2 separate regions of the Sus scrofa genome follow, and region 2 is linked to region 1. Evidence: chromatin contacts called from public Hi-C data. All regions are on one chromosome and are shown on one strand. Each heading gives the region's core, a stretch centred on a gene start, on an enhancer-like site or on the middle of the called end of the contact. The rest is flanking DNA. Distances are from core to core; before and after follow the strand shown.

Evidence for each region. Hi-C and Micro-C count contacts between places; a contact is called where the count stands out from the background.
Region 2: a Hi-C map of liver shows a contact between it and region 1, with 6 times the contacts expected there. The contact joins the promoter of LOC100156127 here to the promoter of LOC110261483 in region 1. A contact is called at or near these places in 2 of 5 promoter capture datasets (fetal liver and liver), 19 of 47 Hi-C or Micro-C datasets (alveolar macrophages, blood, embryonic fibroblasts and 12 more) and 2 of 2 datasets of contacts at active chromatin or transcription factors (alveolar macrophages and skeletal muscle).

What each region holds. Positions count from the first base shown.
Region 1 is chr7:20,727,419-20,731,736 of Sscrofa11.1, forward strand. LOC110261483 (histone H2A type 1) reads right to left here and starts at 3,048. Exons shown (of 1, transcript XM_021098433.1): 1 at 2,522-3,048. The coding sequence starts at 2,971. The coding sequence ends at 2,579. It also overlaps the pseudogene LOC110261489.
Region 2 is chr7:20,839,495-20,843,568 of Sscrofa11.1, forward strand. LOC100156127 (histone H2B type 1-M) reads left to right here and starts at 2,691. Exons shown (of 2, transcript XM_001927939.5): 1 at 2,691-2,993; 2 at 2,996-3,165. The coding sequence starts at 2,735. The coding sequence ends at 3,114.

The sequences.
Region 1 (4,318 bases), core at 1,798-4,297:
AAGGAATGCCAAATAAAAAGGAAATTTAAAAGGCAGAGTTCGTTCTTATTTAAAAGGTTGAAAATGTTCAGTGTATATAATGCTGTGTGCCCCCAAATCAGTACATACATTTATCCAATAACAAACCTATGAAGTGGGTAGTGTTATCCCCATTTTTCTGATAATGTTCAAATTGTTTTTTTAAGATGACATATTAAACAGTAAAGCTGGGATTTGATCCCTGGCTAGCTAGCCAGCATCCAAATACTTCCACCTTCCAGAATACTCTAGAAAGATTAAAAAGGATGTGGATTCTAAGATGGTGCTACTTTTTTCTTCCTAGGCACTGGACAAATGCACTAAATGAAGACTTAAAAGCCAAATCCATGTCCCTTAGCTGCGGAGAGGGAGAAAGGAGCAGTTTGACCCAGCCATTGTCCTCTGTGCATCAGCAGCAATGGACACATTTACTTTTAAAAGCTAAGAAGCCCTGTAACCTAAAACACCTTTTTAATCCTACAGATACATGCAATATTGGGGTGGGGGGGAATCAAAAGAGTGAACACAAGAGCTAGCACAGCTGTAAGAGCAAAAACCAAGATTCTTGGACAGCAGCAGGGACAAGAGTTGGGGCAGGGCCATCAACTTGGTTTAAGCTAAGGGCAATGGTGCTTCTGACAGATCCCTTATATGGAATAAAGATCTGTGCCAGGCAGAGGATTGTAGTAGTCTGGCAAAATGAGATGTTACAAATAAACATAAAGGACACACAGATGACAAGATTTACTTTTTCTAATGCAAATATTATGTAACCCAAAAGCCTTTTAAAACTCCAGCAAGCAAATAAATACAAGTAAACTACGAAATTCATTTTATCTTGTGTTTTCTGTGGGTTTTTCTTGTAGGAGAGGGATCCAAATTATTTTACCAGGCCCTACTAACTTCTGCCTCAGATGTCAGAAAAGGTTGTTTAAGTAATGGGTGGAAATAGAAACGGAGGCAAAAATCTTTGGAATTGGTGGCTGTCACGGTAAGTGTATTAAGTCTCACGTTTTGGTGTAAAATCCGTTCGTTCAGGGAAAAGCCTACGAAACTCCTTTGTTCTGCCTCCTGTTGTGTTAAACCTCAAAAGTCGAGGAGAGTAGAATAACCAATGTACACTGAGTATATTCTAGTGCCTTGTGACACAGCTCTCAAAAGTGAAATTATAGTTGGCTCTGAAAAGAGCCTTTGGGTTTAAGATTGACACTTGAAACTGGTTAACTTATGCCCTCTCCCCACGGATGCGGCGAGCCAACTGGATATCCTTGGGCATGATAGTGACACGCTTGGCGTGGATGGCACACAGGTTGGTGTCCTCGAAGAGCCCCACCAGGTAGGCCTCGCACGCCTCCTGCAGCGCCATCACGGCCGAGCTCTGGAAGCGCAGGTCCGTCTTGAAGTCCTGCGCGATCTCGCGCACCAGCCGCTGGAACGGCAGCTTGCGGATCAGCAGCTCCGTGGACTTCTGGTAGCGCCGGATCTCGCGCAGGGCCACCGTGCCGGGCCGGTAGCGGTGCGGCTTCTTCACGCCGCCGGTGGCGGGCGCGCTCTTGCGGGCCGCCTTGGTGGCCAGCTGCTTGCGCGGCGCCTTGCCGCCGGTGGACTTGCGAGCGGTCTGCTTGGTACGAGCCATAACTAACAAGCAAGGAGTTTGTCTTACAGCAACTAGTGAGAAGGAGTCAGCCACCGTTCTTTTATACAGCTAGACCTCCGACTATTGGGCCCAAGAACATTCAAACGTTCCCGCGCCCTCCCCTGATTGGTCTACTTCTGAGCCTGTGGGGCTCAAGAGCGGCTTTCAGATTGGTGAATGAGTTCACCAAAAAGACTCTGACGCCCTGACGTCATCTTATTTACCCTTTCGCCTCTATATCTATTGTGGACAATAATCTTGCATTCAAAAGCCCTAGAATTCTTAAAATTTACAAAATAATCGCACAAAACAACAAGAACTTCGTCAACGGGTTTTGTTGAGTTCAAAAACCAAAGATATTTTAGAAATGCTTAGGGAAATTTACATTTGGGTAGCATCTAAAATATTAAGGTTTTCTTGGGTGTGGCACGAATATTGTGGACAATCAGGGAGACGATTTTGAAACTAAAGGGGAGTGTCAAGGATCTATAATTTACTCTCATCTACTCGATAAAATGTGTAATGCTTTTATAAACTCCTGAATCTAGATGCATATTTATTTTTGTGTTGCATTTTTGACGAAAGTTAACCTTAAAGAAATCTGTGCTTATCACTAATAACCTTCTCTCACTCAGAAGGAAAAATCCCAAGCTCTCACCACTGGGACAGGGATGGCAGTTTAGAGTAAAATGGTTATGTCACAGGTAAAGTCCTCAAGAACAATTACTGGGGCTAAAGATTTCTTTCGGGTAATTCACTTGCTAGCTTTGACTTCTACCCTGGTACCGAAACCTTCATATAAGGGGAGAGTAATTAAAAGCATAACAGCTCTTTAAGTAGAAAAGATGGGTGGCTCTGAAAAGAGCCTTTTTTTTTTTTTTTTTCTTGATAGGAAGCAAAATACCTTGCCAAACAAGTAATACTTTACTTGCCCTTGGCTTTGTGGTGGCTCTCAGTCTTTTTAGGGAGCAACACTGCCTGGATATTTGGTAACACTCCGCCCTGAGCGATGGTCACCCGACCCAACAACTTGTTAAGTTCTTCGTCGTTGCGGATGGCCAGCTGCAAGTGGCGCGGAATGATGCGAGTCTTCTTATTGTCGCGAGCTGCATTGCCCGCCAACTCCAGGATCTCGGCGGTAAGGTACTCCAGCACTGCCGCCAGGTACACCGGAGCCCCAGCACCAACCCGCTCGGAATAGTTGCCTTTGCGGAGCAAGCGGTGCACTCGACCCACGGGGAACTGAAGACCAGCCCGAGAGGACCGAGTCTTAGCCTTAGCGCGAGCCTTACCACCCTGTTTGCCACGGCCAGACATAACTGCTAAGGAAAACAGAAAGCCTTTCTAAACAAAAGAGAAAGCGAAATAGAGCGAAGATGAGGGCGAAAGAAGTATTTATACTAACTGGAGGGAGACTGCGTGCAATTCTCCCATTGGCTATTATTAAATAACCAATGGGAGATCAGAACCAGAATCCTTCATTTGCATACAGCATTCCCATCTAGTGTCAGTTCTGTTTGCTCGTGTATTATCTTGTCTGATGTGTCTTTGTAATAGTAACAACTGAATCTATTTAGTTTTCTCAAAGTGCTATCCTTAAACGCAGTCAGATGCAGGAATGATTATTCTCATCGTTCTTACACTTGGCTACTGGGATTGTGACTCATGATTTTTGGAAAGGCATACACACATAACAATTTATAAATAGGTAACATTTAAAGGATAGGTACTTCTATGCCAGGCATTGCTTTAACTGTTCCAGCTCTTTAACTCTTGCAAAAAAAAAAAAAAAGAGGTAGACAGGAAACAAGCAATTCTTTGTCCTGGTCCAAGTCTTCTTAAACTATTTGAGCAATGGAAACTGAAGGCAAGAATTGGATAATCCAGCAAATCTTCCGTTTTATTCATCTACCGCCTTTAGACGATATATGATCCTGGAAGGTACGCACAGTAAACACTATCCTCGTCTTAGAGATTTTGAAACAGAAAGACTCAGTTTGTTCACTTTGTCCAAAGTAAACCTGAGTTAATGGGACCAAGGACTCTGAACTGAGAAAGTCGTCATCATTCCCCAGTGCCACTGCCAACCGTCTTACCCTCATTTTCTCACTTTCATGCCAAATACCGTATTGTAAGTACTTCAGTAAACTCCATCTTCCTACACTGGACCTCTTGCTCTTAGAAGGCTGAGAACTTTGCAGCACATAAGTACATGAAGTCTTGGGACTTTTAGGAAATAAGGGAACAAACACATAGCACAGAAGTACTCAAAATGAGATTAACGATGGAGTTCCCATTTGGAGCAGCGGAAACAAATCCGACCATGAGGATGTGGAGTCCAACCTTGCCTCTCTCAGTGGGTCAGGCCCTGAGCTTCAGTGTTGGTCGCAGACCCAGCTTGATCCCAAGTTGCTGTGGCTGTGGTGCAGGTGGGCAGCTGTAGCTCTAATTCGACCGGTAGCCTGGAAACTTCCATATGCTGCACATGTAGCACTAAAAAAAAAAAGAGAGAGAGAGAGAGATTAACATATGTATTATTAAACATTATACTAATATTACTGTAGAGTCTGTCTGGTCTTAAACCATCAGAAAATCAAGAGAGGTTATGAACAAAACTCTTTTTTCTCTTAATGATACATGAGATAGAAATAAATGGGGTCCTGT
Region 2 (4,074 bases), core at 1,441-3,940, 110 kb after region 1:
AGATCCGAGCTGCGTCTGTGACTTACACCACAGCTCATGTGTTTACACCACAGCTCATGGCAACACCAGATCCTTAACCCACTGAGTGAGGCCAGGGATCGAACCCACAACCTCATTGTTCCTAGTCGGATTCATTTCCACTGCTCTACGACCAGAACTCCACCATCATGTCTTTTTTTCTTACTACCTTTGCCACTTTTCCATCAATCCAGTTTTAATTTTATTTATTTTTCTTTCCATGGGTTAGGTATATGTAGAATCAAAGCTTTGTTTTTACTTTTAATAATCTCAGTTATTAAAAAATGCTTTATTGCCCGTGCTTCCAGAATTGGGAAACCACAACAAACTTTTTTTTTTTTTTTTAAACTCTAAAACAGTCCACCAGTGCAGCTGGAGTCTTCTTAGGAAGGGTTCGGATTCAAGCCAGACTGCCTAAATCATTATCTTAGCTCCATGATTTACATATTATTGGATCTGGGGAAAGACACGTTGTCCCAGGTTCTCTTTGTAAGGGCGGCCGAAAGGACAAGACCCGAGATCAGGCATAAAAGACTTTATTTGCAGGGTATACTACCGGGCTGATTCACAAAGGAGGTCAGCAGTCAGCCTGTTGGGGGAGGGAGATCAGACGTGAGTGCCAAGAAAGGAGGTTTCTGTGCAGAAGCTGATTGGCCATTTCTTATGTTAAAATAGGGTGAAAAGGAAGAGACCAATCTGTGTACTTTCAACAAACTATGTAAATAGGGTGAAAAGAGGAACAGACCAATCAGCTTGGGAGACTTGTTAGTGGGATATGAGCAGAGGTTTAGACACTCTCCTGGGTGAGGTAGTTTTTAAGATTGAGTCACATGATTTGGGGGATGACTTAGTCCTGTCTTAGTTACGTTTCTCCAGAGCAGGGCGAGAGCTTGGAGTCAGGTTTCGTTTTTCTTTTTTTCCTGAGGTGAACCTAACACTCTTGTTTACTTTTTTTTTTTTTAATGGAAAAAGAAAAGAAATAATCAGGTAGGGGTCTATGATTAATTAAATGAATGCAAATAAAGTATGTTGGCTTTATTCAGCACATTGCTACACTGGCTAAACTGGGAATAAGGAAGAAATCAAGAAGTTGAATTCTCCTCAATACGGAAGTGAGAGAAACCAATTAACTATTTTGTGAAAAAGAAAGATAAGATTGAGTAAGCACAGGAGTGTGCCCTTGTTGGTTGCTTGCCTGCTACATGCAGCTTCCTGCTCTGGATTTACTGCACACGCGGGAAGCCTGGGAAGGGTTAGGGATAAAGTCAGCTTCAGGGAGGACACTTCTCTGCAGAAAGGAAAAATGGCTGCGCAGGAGATAGATGGATCCCAGGCTGAGCAAATGTAATCTGTTCCCTGTGGAGATAACTTCAAGATAAAAGATGTATCCTGCTAGGATAAAAGAGAGAGAGTATTTCTCATTCTTGAGATCAAAGATACACTAGCAGAAAGGTTCCTCAGGGGTCTGAGAAAGGAGGGACCAGACCACAGTACCTCCTGACAACTTCTCCGAGAACCTTGTGTTAAATCCATCCTGCCAAAGCCAGAGGAAGCAAGAGCATTGTCCAGTAGAAGGCCTCAGCTCATGGTAACACCAGATCCTTAAGCCACTGGGGCGAGGGATGGAACCTGTGTCCTCAGGGATTCTAAGCAGAGTCGATTCCACTGAGCCAGGACCGGAAAATCCCCTCCACCTCCACCCTAAATGATTTAAAAGGCCTCGCAAGGACATGTTGCTCTCTTCCTCTCTTGCTTCTTTCTCTGTCTGTCTTTATATCTCCCTTTCTCCCTCCCCACCCCACCCCGCCTGTTTTTGTATTTTCTATGCACCTTCTTCTCTCTCTTCTCTCTTTAAATAATTACCTCACTACCTTCAGTCTCTTTGTCAAATTCTTTCTCCAAAAGGGACAAAGATCTGAGGACCTACATCAGGTGGTTAGCGTTCAACATTCTCACCAACAGCCACCGGAGAACAATGGTAATGGCAGAATTATCTGCTCAGAAGCCAGTTTCAGCCAAAGATGATGGTGGTGATAATAAAATTAAAGTAAAAGTGTTAAAGGCCAACCTGCTAACTTTTATTCTTTTATTTTTTTAATTCTTTTCAGTAGGTAGAATGAAGAACTTTCTTATCCGCGCTTGCAGTTAAAAGGAGTGATTTGATCCTCCGTTATGAAGGACATGTGGGTCACGAAATTCTATTCTTATCTCCCTTCAAGGGATGTAATTTTATTTATGTAATTTTATTTCCTGCTATATTTGTGTGTTTTGTGTGCTGTGGGAAACGCTGTCTTTGGTATTTTCTGTACCACCGCAGATCGCCTATTCTCTATTTTTCCTTTCCCTATTAGATTCAAATGTAAAGACAGAGCTTTTCCAGGACCTGAAAAGGAGGTTTAGAAGTCGGAGAGGTACTCGGGCAACTAGCTTTGCTTCCTTTGCAAGTCAAAGCTCTGGAAAGTCATATTTTTTAAAACTGACAAACTAAACGGAATTGTTATAAAACAGTGATAAGATTAAAGAAGCTGGCTTGATTGGTGGAAAATTGACTCAGGAGACCAATGGGAGAGTAGCTCGTTTGCATGCAGCCTGTGACAAACGAACGAATCAGCAGTTTGGAAACCAAGTCTTCATTTGCATAAATCTGTCTACAAATAGGCAGGATCCAGCAGCACAGCCACCATTTTCTTTTCTCTTCAGAGAAAGGGCAGGTAAAATGCCTGAACCAACGAAATCTGCTCCAGCCCCGAAGAAGGGCTCCAAGAAAGCCGTGACCAAGGCGCAGAAAAAAGATGGCAAGAAGCGCAAGCGCAGCCGCAAGGAGAGCTACTCCGTGTACGTGTACAAGGTGCTGAAGCAGGTCCACCCCGACACCGGCATCTCGTCCAAGGCCATGGGCATCATGAACTCCTTCGTCAACGACATCTTCGAGCGCATCGCGGGTGAGGCCTCGCGGCTGGCGCATTACAACAAGCGTCGACCATCACGTCCCGGGAGATCCAGACGGCCGTGCGGCTGCTGCTGCCCGGGGAGTTGGCCAAGCACGCCGTGTCTGAGGGCACCAAGGCCGTTACCAAGTACACCAGCTCCAAGTAAATTTATTTCTAGGCACTGTCAAACCCAAAGGCTCTTTTCAGAGCCACCTCACGTTTTCACAATCTGAGTTGTTCACTAGGACTTTTTAGTTCCTAGAAACTGCATTTAACTCGTGTGAAGGTGGTACTTTAGGAAACACTTTGAAAGTTAACTGTTTTTGTGGTACATCTACTTAACTGTTGTGGTTATGGACAACCGTCCTGTGTACAGGACTCCAGAAACTTTAGCAAGTGGGAGCTAGTAACTGCCTAGGTTTAACCCCAACCTTTGGAACTCTAGATTACCTTTAAAATTTGTACAGGGTGCTCTCTGTGCAAATAGCGGCGCTTTGTGAAGTCTGGTTTTCCGTTTTATGTAAAGCGCCTCCCTATAGTATTTGAGAAGCCATAGTTAGATTTTGAAATCCTGCTCTCTAAAAACTACATCCTCTGTGATGCTGCAGGACCGCGCCCAAGTTCTTTTGGGTGGAATTCCTTTTCTCACTCTTTTAAGCCCTTTTTTACCTAGGTCTTTCAAGTCAACTAAATTTTTAAAAGGCTCTCATCATTGGACTTTTTCTAAATATACAATCTTCTCCCTACTTCCCTGACTCGTTTTACAAAGCGGACCTGCAAAATTCACAGAATTCTATGTTCAGAATAAACAGTTTTAATATTGTGGTCACATAAAATAATCTGCAGCCTCCTATTAGCCCCTATCACTGTCAAGCTCCCTTCCTAGACCAGGGCCTTATTCTTCCTCCAGCTTTCCTGTTCTGTTTATGTGCTTCACAGCCTTTGGATGATTCCCCCCCTCCCCCCAAACTTGATAAAATCTGAAATCTGCTATAGGGAGTTCCCCTTGTGGCTTATCAGGGTTATGAACTCGATTAGTATCCATGAGGACTCGGGTTTGATCCCTGGCTCTGCTCAGTGGGTTAAGGATCCAGCGTTGTGGTGAGCCCTGGTGTAGGCCGGCATC